2 separate regions of the Rattus norvegicus genome follow, and region 1 is linked to region 2. The links are chromatin contacts, called in public Hi-C maps. All regions are on one chromosome and are shown on one strand. Each heading gives the region's core, a stretch centred on a gene start, on an enhancer-like site or on the middle of the called end of the contact. The rest is flanking DNA. Distances are from core to core; before and after follow the strand shown.

The links. A called contact is a pair of places that touch in the nucleus more often than the background predicts.
Region 1: a contact with region 2 is called in a Hi-C map of frontal cortex, with 3 times the contacts expected there. The contact joins two enhancer-like sites. A contact is called at or near these places in 2 of 12 Hi-C or Micro-C datasets (the A7r5 cell line and frontal cortex).

Annotation. Positions count from the first base shown.
Region 1 is chr14:105,000,460-105,007,107 of GRCr8, reverse strand. No RefSeq gene overlaps it. Among named protein-coding and RNA genes, the nearest start is that of Vrk2, 370 kb to the right of the region's middle. Within about 2 kb of position 2,732, at least 5 of the 93 cell types and tissues checked have an H3K27ac peak or open chromatin away from gene starts, as enhancers often do.
Region 2 is chr14:104,837,878-104,844,514 of GRCr8, reverse strand. It overlaps the pseudogene LOC103693231. Among named protein-coding and RNA genes, the nearest start is that of Vrk2, 210 kb to the right of the region's middle. Within about 2 kb of position 4,659, at least 5 of the 93 cell types and tissues checked have an H3K27ac peak or open chromatin away from gene starts, as enhancers often do.

The DNA.
Region 1 (6,648 bases), core at 1,483-3,982, 160 kb before region 2:
TTTTTACACAATTTCCTCAATAGTACTTCTCGTAAGAAGTCTAGGGGGCATTTCTTTGCTTCAGCAAAAGGCCAACAAAGTACTCTGATCTTATCACCCATGTTCCCAAAGTCTCTGTCAGTGACATCATTATGTCAGCAGGTCTCTTCACTCATGGACCAATGCTAAGCTTTGTTTACTTAATAGAGAGAAACAGTTCTGAGCTCATCACTTCCCAACATGAGAGTCAAGGACTGGACTTTGTGCCCTGAACTCTGGGTTTGGAGACCAGTTTTATCCATAGTCTTGGCCAGTGTAGAAGTCTTCAGAATTCATCTCTGGATATCAGCTGTGACTGTGGGGTCAAGCTGACCACTGCAAATAGCACTTTAAAGAATCAGGGCTACAGTGGAGCACGTGTAAATGGCTGGTATGAATTATCCTTTGATATGTCATGTATACAATTGGTTATAATACAATTTTTAACAAAGCAGCTGTATCTTTAAGTGTCAATTTGGGAACTGCAAAGAGTGACTGAGTCCAAGGTGTGGTCCAGATACTGCCGGCTGTTGAAATTCCAATCTGAAAAGTAACCAGAAGTCCTTCTGTTAGCTCTTTAAAGATAAAATAGCTGTATGGGGGAGGCAGAGGGGTGCACTCTCCGGCAACGGAGGCCGTGGAGGCTGCTGAGTAAACAGCATACACAGATTTCGTGAAGTGTATCTCCCACAGGACCCATGGCAACAGCTTTTATTTTCTTCTATTTTTCCTTGCAAATCTTTTCCTCGCCTGATTTGCTCTTTCTCCTTCTATCACTAGCCCTGATCAATGCAGCAGGTCAGCTTGAAAGAATGGACGGCCTCCAAGCCACACGCATTTAAGCCACTTTAATGCAAATATTGATCTTAGGAACCAGGACACAGAGTGTCCCCCCACCCCCACATACACACACTTTTTAGTGAACATGCCTTTTTTTTCTAGGGCTCTACTGCCCGTGATAAAATAAGTCACCATAGATCAGCATCCTACCATCTTTTATGCACAAGAATGTAGACGTCACCCAAGGGATGGGCCAGATTCAATGACAAGCGTGCAAACCTACATAGCAGGTACTTTGCCAGAGTACTGAGCCATATTTTCTCCATCACTTATGGAAACCTCCTCGGGGAGCTACGCTAGTCCACACAAAGGCACACTATCAGAGTGGGTGTGGTATCAAGTATCACAGGAGTAGTTGTGCAACAGCCATGTCCACTATGCTAACATTTATTTTCTCTGTGCCCAAGATTATCAAAGCATCGTAGCAGAAAGCCACTGTCCAAGAGGCAGAATTAGCAACAGAGTCCAAGTAGGAGCTGAAACCCAAAAGGAGAGATCAAGGGCAGGAAGGAATTCTAAGGGCCACTTTGAAATTCGAAACTAAAAAGATCTGATATTCTATCTGTAGGCATTTTTCAGGACTAAGGTGGGGGTTGCGGGGGGTGGGGGGGGGAGAAGAAAAACTGTTTGTACAAAGAAAGCTTGCTTGGCCTGTGGCCAAGAAAAGAGGCATCACAAACTGGGAGGAGTTTGAAGGCAACACACAAAAAAACCTAGAGCCAAAGGACAGGGGGAGACAACCCAACTTAAAAGCTCTGGGCCAACGCTGGTTGCTTCAAAGCCATGCTCGCTTCTTACACATGTTTGTCCCCCCACTCCCACCCCAAGGGTTTGTCACTGCTGTTGTTGTCTCCTACAACTAGAAAGCAAAATAAAGCTGCAGAGGCGTCCCCACTACCGAGATAGCTTCAGACATGGAAATAGCCCTGCACAACCTTCACCACAAAGGCACTTTCCTCGCTCTCTTCCTCTTGCTCCTCAAGCCGCATCTTTATGCAAAGGGGCAGATGTCATCATGACAGGGACCAGGAGATGTGTACATCAGGTGGACAGAATGTTCACTGTGGGCTTATCAGCCTAAAAGCTGCAGATAACTGGGGGTGAAGGGAGAACTGAGTGGTATGCAAAGTGGGAGGGCAGCTAGGCAGAAGGAAGCCTTTGACCTTGGAGAGGCGGAGTACTACAGAAGTGTAGGGTGGGAGTCGGGGAATGGAATGAGGAAGTCTGAGCTGTAATATATTCGGGTAAAAATGGTGCTGTCATCTTGAGCTACAAGTTAGAAAGTTATTACTTTTAATATGCCACTACCTTAGGCCTATACTGTTATGTAAAAGAAAAATAACCTTGTGTGACAGTTTAACATTGATCGATGTGCCTGCCAAACGCGAAGAGATAAATAAGCAGGTGATGAATAAACACCACTTCAAGTAAAGACATTACGCCGCATGCATAAAACGGCGCCAGGCACCTAGGAGCTGTGGGTGGCCGAAGGTTGGCCATTTCATGCCCACTCAGTAAAGCAGACTTAATCGCTTCCAATATTTTCTGTTAAAAAGCACGCTTAATGAGCCAATTTCACAAGCCCAGAGAAACTGATTATTATCTCCGAGTTCCAACAGAGTTGGTTGTTTTCCAAGAGCCAGCTTTTTTTTTTTCCTTGATGGGATAAAATCCTTTTTTAAAAAAGAGAGAGAGAGAGAGAGAAAGGAGAGAGAGGTGCACAGGAGAGAGAGAGAGCTAGAGCAAGAGAAAAAAGGGAGAGAGAGGGTGAAAGAGAGAGTCAAGGAGCCAGCCTGAGGGCACAGACTCCGGCTCACCGGGCAGGGGCGACCGCTAGATGGCAGTGTTACCCCGCAGTCGGCCCCAGGGCCCAGCTAGGTCTGGGCAGAGAGCTGGGGAGGGTAATTAAAGCTCAAAGCAGCTGCCTGAAGAGTTCACACCCTACCACAGTGCAGCTCCTTTGTCCACTTTCTTCATGCCCAAGCAGCTAGAAGGCAAGAGACAAAGGGGGCAGCCCCCGAAGGCCTCCGTCCCTCTAACAAGCAAGGTTTGAGGATTGCCTGCTAGGCTTCCTTTCTCCGGGTGCGAGAGACCTTTCTCTGGTGCCTTATTTACCCTGAGGGGTTTGCCAACACTGTGTACCTAACAGGACGAAGCAGAGGACTACTGGGGGCAAAAATTCCAGAAGACAGAAATCTTTCCTTTACCCTTTTCTTCAGGGGAGTGCTCCCTTTTTTTCTTTTCTCTCCTCTTCTTTTCTTTTTTTCTTTTCCTTTTTCCCCTTTCCTCTTCGATGCACTTTGTACGCTCTCTCCTCCCCAACACCGTTTTTGTTTTCTTTTTCTGTTTGTTTGCATAGTTTCGGTAAGAGGTCTGCAAAAAGGGATAGAAATAGTGTCAGGAAAAGAGAGATAGGGCCTCTTAGGAAGTTGGCTACCTGTCCATCAAGAAACACTGTCAGGAAGGAGCCTTCTGTCCCTCCAGTTCCTGCCAGCTACACCCAAATGTGCTAAAAGCCAGGCAAAGCCACGCTGCTATTGTCAGCGACTGCAGTCACCCAGTCACCACTAGGAAAGACCCCACAACTAGACCTCAGTGTACCATCAACATAGATTTTTTTTTTTAATGAAGCAAACTGTTGTTAGGTTCTAAATTGAGATGCAAGTTCATTATTTATGAATATTCATGGAAAACTTGAAGATTTTCCAAACTTGGCCTTTCATTTCTTATCAGTTAACCAAATAATTGATGCATATTCTCTTTCTGGAGGAGAATCTTCTCGAGATGTGTGACAGAAGTATTCATGAATTTTGAAGTTAATTTTGCCTTCTGATGACTCAGAAGAGAAGAGAATTGGCAACAGAGCAAAAATGATTCTCAGCTCTTATCTTTCACTTCTAGTCCCCTAAGCGAGAAGAACAAAGTAACACTTACAAAGAGTGGTCTATTATGGGGAAAGAATTAGGATATCTGAGGGGCATTTAGAAGCTGCAGAGAAATCGCCACTGGTATTCTGCAGGAAGGAGCAGAGAAAGCCAGGCAGAACTACTTGAGGTAAAACAGAAATAAGAGGACTAACCCCAGAACTGATTTACTACAGAAGATCTGAGAAGACACCAGAAGCAGTCACTCGAGAGCCTCACTGGGCAGGTATCATCCCAGAGGCAAAAGGACAGGCAAACAATCTTAAGGGGCCTCGCTGGCCTTGTTGAGTCATACTTCTCAAAATGCCCCTCACCAAGCACGAGCGTGCAAATGCGCTCCTTTCCCTGAATCTTTGGGTATTTGCTTCCTTATGCCAGCTGTCATGTGATCAAGCATAGTGACAGAGACAATATGAGTGTGTGCCTGTCATAGTCTTCTATTATAGGAGAAAGTTCTAACCAGAAAGAGAAACGAACTTCAGGCCTTCAGGGAGCGTGCTTCCCATTCACTGTGTCAGAAACACAAAGTGTTACACTTTTGTCTTCTCAGGATCTTGGACCTGTGTAGTTTCCACCTCACAAAACTTAAAGGAAATACATAGTACCTGAATGTATCATTTCAGAAGGGTAAAGGCCCCACAGAGCTCTACCGTCTTCCCCCCACAACAGTGTGTTAGGCATTGTGAACAGCCTGAGTCCACAGTCCAGGAGCTCACTGGCTGGAAGCTCCAAAGCAGTGACTCGTCAAGGAGAGCGCAGTCTCCAGAAGCTGGTTCCTTGCCCAGACCTTGGAGGTCCTGAAGGCTGCTGGAATTTAGCATCAGTTGCAGAGCCAGAAAAGAGTAATTGTGTTGCCTAGGGCTGCCACAAAAGATTACTGCATACTAGCTGCCTAGAAATGACAGAAATTACTCCTCTTGCTATTGTCGACGCTTCCCGGGTGCAGCGTTCAGTTCTGGAGGAAAATGCATTCCTTCCCTGCGTTCTAGCTTCCAGAAGGACCCATGTGACATGTCAGGTGTGATAGGTAATTCACAAGATGTTGGCAATAGTCACTATTCTGTATAAATCAAATGCTACTTTGCAAGCCTTAAATAGATAAGACTTGTGAAATACCTATTTATGAGTAGGGAGAGGTTTTGCGATTCAATCCAGCTCTGACGTCACCTGGAGCAAGAATGCTAGAAGAGACAGCACCCCAAGTACTTCAGTTCCTGCCTCCCAGTTACTAAGAAAGATGACAAGGAAGTGTGGATGAGAGGAAAATGACAGGTCAAAAAGACTTCATGTGACTTTAGATTTTGAGCTGATGAAGAGGGTTAGAAAAAGAGATAGGCTTAAGTAGATAAATGTTGAAAGAAAGAAAGAAAGAAAGAAAGAAAGAAAGAAAGAAAGAAAGAAAGAAGGAAAGAAAGGAAGAGAGAAAGAAAGGAAGAGAGAAAGAAAGAGAAACACCTCTATGACCATGCTAGATACTAAGACCTGAACCAGAGGCCGATTACCATCTTGAAGGCTTTGTAACAGTGAGAGCAGGATTGAGGCCACCAGAGCAGTGTCAGGGCTTTTGAGAACAAAGTTCACTTCTACCTTTCAAAGGGAATAACATAATCCACAGAAGTTAAGGTGTGGGGAAGAAGAAACTACTGGTTGTTGAATAGTGAACTTGTCAAAAGCTGCCAAGGCTCTCAGACTTCTGGCCTGAATAAAGAGGTTGATCATACCATCCTTAAGCAAGATTAGACATAGACATAGGTATCCCAAAAGCAGTAGACTTGAATGCAGTGGATACTAGTCCATTTGTATATATAAGGAGAGAGGCAGAAGAAGAGAGGGAGGAAGATGAGGGAAAGGAAGGAGGGGAGATTGAGGAGGAGGAGGAATTCACAAATGAATAAGACAAATTGGAGCACAAACATAACTGTAAGTTAGAAACTTCTAATTAGATGGTAGAGGAGTTCGTAGAGAAGGCAGAGAAAGTACAGAGTTACAGGGCTGAAAGAAAGAAGAATGCATCAGGTTGGAAGGGCTGAGGGATTTCAGAGTAGGTCTGTCTGCCACATATAAGGAGGTGCGTTAGACAGCTGTGTGGGGCACCAAGGGCCAAGAACAAACAATGGAGGTGAATAATGGGAAAAAGAATAGAAAAGTGAATAGCAGACAGTATTGAAAAAACGATCTGTCCTTTCTGTTTGTTCTAACAAGAGGGAAACAGGCATTCTTGTGCGTGAACACAGGGAAGGATGCACAGAACTGAGAAAAAGAATGTGTGGCTCTAAGAGAAGGGAGAGCACAGCCTCTGACTTTCTCATTGGACCCACAAGAACCAGGATTCCGACCTAGGTGGACCCTTGCTCTAAGTTATTGGGGGCTGGGTGAGTGTGTGATGTCAAATCACTTTGAAAACCAGTTTATTAAGATGCAAACAAAACCCAGGCAGTGTCAGCACACATCTTTAATCCTTGGGAGGCAGAGTCAGGCCGATCTCTGAGTTCCAGGATAGTCAGTGCTACACAGAGAAACCCTGTCTCTAAAAAACAAACAAATACACACACACACACACACACACACACACACACACACACACAAATAACAACAAAAACAACTCACACTTATTCCTAAGCTCTTAAGAGTAAAATATGTTTTGATATTATTAATTAATTTCACATAATCTGCAGATACAAGAAGGGACGCACACTCAGCCTCCTCTGGCCCTGTTGGGTTCCAAGTAGCCCAGTCTCCATGTCTCTCACCTGGCTTTGACACAGGAAGCATTTCCTGCAGGATTAAACTAAAAGACTGAATGGAACTTTTCTCTTACTCAGTGTAGAAACCAGGACTTGTTTTACAAACTTTAATATGGATGAGT
Region 2 (6,637 bases), core at 3,410-5,909:
TTTTTTTTAACTATAATTATTTTTGTGTCAGAAATATAATTGTACTCCATATTGAAAGCTAACCCAGTGGGAAAATAATTTTGCACAATTACAGAAAGTTTTAATAAAAGACTGATAAGTAAAGTTTTGCATTTTTAATGCGTTCTGCAGGCAGCTGAGTGCCTCTTGCCATCTCTGTCACTTATCATTAAAGCTGTGTGAAAGGGAGGCCTACCTGTTATACTTGACATGATTGGCAAAAGTGTACCCTGACAAATACCGGTGAAACAGACAAAAGTCAAAAGGAAAAAAAATTAAAACAGTCACGGTTTCATAGCTCATTTAACATTAATGCCTCCCTTTACCTACAAAATTTCTTTGTATTTAATATTCTGTTCTTACCTACTTATTAGCCTACCATTGTGAGCGTTAAATTCCTGTATAGCATACAGCAATAATTCATTTCTATAAAAGCACATCCCATTTCCAGGACACGCTTTTTGACTTAATTTGAAAAAATTACCCCAGTTTGACAGAGAAAACACTTTGCAACCTGCATAACCTACACATTTATGTGCAAGCTAAGTCCAAAGAGTGTAATCTATCTAAACCTTCTGCATGGAGCCTCCAGGAGAGCCATCCTGGAAGCTGCACTGAGTCTCTTTCAAAGCGACAGTTGAAGCCATCCTACCACTTCATCATTCTAACGTGTGTTTGTTTGTTTGTTTATCCTGATTTTGTCAGCTCTTAAACATCCCAACACATTTCTCTTTCTCTTTAGGGTTGTGTCCAGTAAGTGTGCCTTGCCCAGGCTTAAGAACTGAGGGCTCTGGTTCAGGTCTCCATGTCCTCAAACTGGCATGACTACCTTGTGGCAAACATCAAATTGTCATGTTGTCATGTGGCTGCTGCCTGTGAAGTTTATTTTGGATCAGACTGATTTCCCAGCATATGCTTGAGATAGAATCTTCAAATGGTGCAGAGTGGGATTTTCAAATTATGATCCTGAGCATTTTTTCCTTATCCACTTACATGTAATCTAAAAATAAACACCCGGGCTCCACCAGGATGTGACAACTTCAGCAAACAAAATTGAAAATAGCTGTCTTACGACAGTCTCCCCTCCGAATGAAACCGGGGAAAATATACCTTTAGAGAAAAACACAGAGCCTGTTAAGGAGCAGAGAAGGCTCTCACAGCAGGTTTGCGAAGAGAGGCACAAGGACATAAACAGCTCAGGATGGCTATGAAGCAAGGAAAAAACCAGCCAGCAATCACTGTGTTGAATCCCGGAAGGAGCACGGGGAAGTGGTCACAGGTGATTGTCATGTGTGATAATTATTATTACTGTACACCTGCTCCTCCGCACTAATTAACTTTGGATATGCAAATCAATCCTATTGCATCATGCCCCTGCTCTCCTCCCCTACAGATAAGAAGATGTTCAGCTGCTGGATTTAATTAGGATAATGAACGCCAGGCCCACGGTGGCTTGGCAGGGGAGGTATAGGGGGGAGCTGTGACTGACCTTTTCTCCCCAAACGTTGACATTTTCTAAGGCTGGTGAGCACTCGAAGTCACCTCCATGGCTGGGACATTGATAGGAGCGGATTGATGAGGTGTCATTAGAGGAGAGCCGCCGTGGCCCTCGCGTTTGCTGGGAGAGTACAGCAGGTGTTCTGACAAGGACATGTACCGTAGCTGTTATTTGCCAAACGATCTTCCTGATTCTCTAAAGTCAAGCATGCCAGCATTTCTCCATAAAAGAAAACAAGCCTGCTTCCCTGAAGGCCCCAGAGGAGTGGTCACCACTAAATCACATTGCGGAATTACCTCCCATCTCACATCAATATATTAAAAACGTTTCTATTATTTCTATCCCCTGCATGTCCCCTTTTCCCCTGCACTCTCCAAATCTCCCCCTACCTGGCAGTTCCAGGATTCCTCGTGCCCTAAGACCTCATGCAGTAAGCTAAAAAGGGTTAAGTTTGTTCATTCTGGTGATTCCACTCCTGTGACATAATGCGACATGAGGGCTTCGGTGATTAAATGGAAAAAAGCAAGGCAATATCTTTTTGTTTGGATACCTGGCCTACTTGTTTATCAAAAAATGTCTTCCATTTTATGTATGTACATATACATGCCTTATCTGAATTTGAAATTCAAAGGCATGCATAGAAAATCATATGAAGGAACGTATACTGAGGGACAATTGTGCTCCCTCTCTCTGAGCTTTAACTTCTCAGCCATCCGTGTGCTGAGTTTCCTGTTCTTCTCCATCTGACGATTGAATTTTGTGCAGTTAATAAAATGATACCAGGTAGATTTCTCTATTTTCTCTTACTCTTTGTATATTAAATCCGAATAAATCTGGGACACTAGCCAACTTCACAAAGGTGAAATAGATTCCTTGGGGTGGCTAAAAAATCAGACTGATTAAACCTGGACAAGAGGCAATGCTACAATATTCCACCCCTGAAGTAAAGGTGGTAGGTTTCAAAACCACTGCATATTCCAGTAAAGAGCAGGGTGATTCTGTTTGTGTAGGCTTGATAGGTGGTACCTCATGTCAAGTTTCTCCTAAGAAGAGAGTTCTGTAGAGACGTCAATATGTGCTCTCTCTCTCTCTCTCTCTCTCTCTCTCTCTCTCTCTCTCTCTCTCTCCTTCCACCCTCCCTCCCTCTCTCTCATTTTTTTTCTGCTTTTCTTTCTTTCTTTTAATCCAGGAAACAATATACCCTTTTCTTTTCTCAAAAGAAAAAAAATCCCAGTAATATAGACAAGTATCATAAACACTGCACTGTCTCCAAGGGACAGCATATGGGAACTGGAGGTGGTGAAATTGGTGCTTTAACCAAACTTAAAAAGGAAATTGTGTAGTCAAAGTTGAAGTTCTGCATAGCATAGGGTCCAGTCACCTCAACCATCTAGCATAATAAGTGAGTGCTAGAGGGCACTGGGTACTTCTGCTCTGTAAGGTATCACAAAGTGTTGTTGCGTAATCAAGACTTGTCTCTTATATTAAGTAGCCACTTGGAAGCTGTAGGTTTTAGCCAGAGCTGTGATCACTCATGATTTCATGATTAGTTCTGAGCATGGACTGACATTTAACTTTTGCCAAGACAAAGCCTGTGTGCTTCTATTGCAAGGAGGAGGTGTACTGTGTACAATGGGGTAAACATTGTGACTTCTCTTTTTGTAGATGATTCATCATTTTTTTTTTGGAGTATTTGTCAGTTTCCCTTTTGCTGAGGGTCTAAATTTTAGGCTATCTAGGCAGTTTCTACCATGGGTTCTTGTTCTGATATCCTTTTAATTTAAGCATTTCTCATCAACTCTGCCCCTCTAAGCATAGCAATGCTCATGTGTATAACCTAGAACCCTTTTGGGGTGCTCCACCTCACCACCTGCCTGGCAATGCCAGTTTCATGGAAGGCCAGTGCAGCTGACCTCAGTAAGAATGTCCTCAATGTGCTGGCATTTTAAATCAGCTTTTTGTTGGCCGTCTCAGCAACAGAATCTTGACTGAGAATCCCTAAGGGCAGTGTCACCTACACTTGGTTACAACCTCCAACAGACTGCAGCTCTCCAAACCCTCCAAAGGGTTTTCTGTGTTCTCACGAGCTCAGTGTGTTTGATACAGAAGAAAGCGTATCCACCACACTGTGGAAAGTCAGTAGAAATTCAGTCCAGAACAGAAATCTAGGGAAATCCGATCTTCAGGTGTTGAATCGAACATCTCATTTCAGGTCACAACATTAATTTAGAAGACTCCTTTCAAGCCCTGATGACTCAGTTTATCCCCTATGTTTTTACTTTACTGACTTTGTGTCACAGTTGAGTTTTTCTGTTTGTTGTTTGTTTGTTTGTTTTTAATACAAGTCAAGTGACCTTATAAATAAAATGAGGAAAATAAGAGCAACCCACAGGATTTTCATTAAGCTTAAGTAAAATAATGCACCCATGGCTCATGTTCACTTATTAATAAATGTAATAAATAATACTAGTCTACCTAATAGCAAGCATACAATATGCATTGGTGTGTGAGTTTAATGATGAAACCAATTTAGTCGTGTCTCTCGAAACTGTGTCTTGTGTCTATACTTCGTAGGGGAATTGTAAGCATTTTAATTTACCTTTTGGCCTCTCTTCTTTGGATTCAGTGCTTTTCATATTCCTGTTTGAACGTGAGAAAAACACAGAGATAATGCCCCTTTTTCTTACAAAAGCAATCATAATATCCAGAAAGCTGGATATAAGCAAAACAAAGTAAATACTAGATTCCTGTGGTCTTTGCACACAAACCCTGAAATTCAAAGTGTCTTAATTCCTCCATTTAAGAATAATGTTTCTGAACCTCATAAATAGAAATCGTGGGCGTTTTCAACACTTTCTGAATACAGCTTAAGTTCTGTGCTATAACCTACTGGCTATTTGCTCTGCATTTTATTTTCACCCCCTGACAAAAAAGAAACAGGACTATCTTGAGTTACATTATTTTAAACTTCAAATATATGCCCCACGTTTTGAGGCTGTGTATCTAAAATCTGTCACCTGTTAGTGAAATCCTCCATGTTGTGTGGTGGGGAGAGCATGGATTAGACTCGTGGTATAAGTACTCAGCCTTTATTCTGGTTCACTGTGGCCTCCTGTGAGCCATGCGCCTTTGCTGAGATCCAACTTTCTTGTGTTAAGTGAGAATTCTCAGTCTTTCATGAGCACACTAATCACCAAGAGGTTTGATAAACAAAGATTGTGATCAGTGAGCCTAGGAAAGAGCCTAAATCCTGAGCCTGCAACAAGCTCCCAGGATACCTTGCAACTAGTCCACAGGCTACACAACAACTAGCAAGGGATGGGATAAGTTTGAAGGTAACTGATACGTAATTTGACGTTTCAATGTTATCCCATGAGAAGGCACGACAAGTGTTCTCAAATAAGGATCTAGCACTGTGGTATACATGTATACAACCTTTAACAGTAGTCAGAGCTCTTTGTGCCCATCTAGTCTGTAGAGTATTTTGAAGAGGATCTGATTCTCAGATTCATTGGCTCACTGTGGGCTAGTCCCAGGGTCCCCTGTGTAGAGCCGAGGAGACAGCTCAGTCCTCAGTTCTGAATGCCTGCAATCAAACTCCATGATTTCCATGGTCACCATTGCTTTCATCGTTTGTTCTCCAAATTTGGGAAAGCCAAGGGGAGCTGACAGCTTTAGTTTCATACACAGACATATATTTATGTATGTGTTTAAAATTACCCAAATATTGTTCAAATCTAATGTTTGTCTTCTAAAGCTGACTTGACACTGGTATATTTCTTTTTCATTTTTCACCTATTTTTCTGCTTCTTTCTATTCATCAAGCACAGAAAAGCATCTCAGGCCAGCGTGTGCATTTCCAGTTTCACTGCTACAGTGCATGAGTTCTAGATCTTAAAGGCCAAAAAGCATCTATTTGACTAAAGAGCTATAAGGCAGCCATAAAAATTATGGATCACAGAAATAAGCAATTAGTGTTATCTTCAATTGCTTTATTGGCAGTATTCACTCGTTAGAATAGAGGCAGCCGTAAAACAGATTGCAACATACTGTATACCAGCATATGGGATTTTACATTATAATGCTATTCTCTGCCAAGAAGTCATATTTTCATTTGAATGCATGGAGCAGATTAGCACAAGGTTTCCAGCATTAGAAGTGGATGACCCTCACTCTTTTTGTAGTTGTTGTTAAAAAGCAATTCCTGAACTTATGACTAAATCCAAGCGAGTGCCATGGTGAATGGGGCTGTGTTCCATGACTGCATCCCAGGCCTTTGGAGACTGAGCTGGGCATGGCATGGCGCTCTAGCAGATAATAAAGTCAATCTCTAACTTGGTACATAGAGGGAGAGTGGAGGGTTTGCCAGTCTTCCCAAACCAGCTGGCGTCAATTCTGGAGGAGGCTGCTCACGCGCCCATCTCATCACAGCTAAATGCCACAAAGGACACTCTTAGTACGGGGGATAGAAATAAAAGAATGAGGATAGTTAGTAATGCAGCAAAGATGGGACCCGTATTTAACTTTGAGAGAGGTCTTCCTGACATCTGACTGCCATTTCCACTGGCTGTATATGTGGAAACAGGTTGCAGATTACAGATAGAGTTTCTGCAGGACTTGCATGACAAACTATCCCCAGCACAGCTCCCACCACAACAAGGAGCCTTCCAATCATGGCTCTGAAGTTCCTGACTCTCCACGTCCCCTCACACACTTACACATTTTCCATGTTTCCGTATGGTTCACCAGGAACGTGAGGCCAAAAACTCACTTTTCTGTTTCAGCAGTTCAAATAGGGAAGAAAAAGAAAAACATGTATCTGACTGGGTCTGTTTACAAGATGTGGGGCAGCAAATGGAAAGGCGCTGAGAGGCAGGATTGCTGGCAAGGGAAGCTCGTGTGGGTTCAAATTAGAAGTCATATTACTGTACGCAGTCTTGATGGAATAAATATTAATCATCAAATGTATTTTGTCACTTCACACATAATGACAATATATTTCAAGTGTCTTTTTCTGATAGCTAAAATACCCTGGGATTGTGGGTGAAAAAACTTTTTTATAGGGCTTCCAATGTGAGAGAACCTAACCCATATATAGTAATTTATAAGAACAAAGGAATA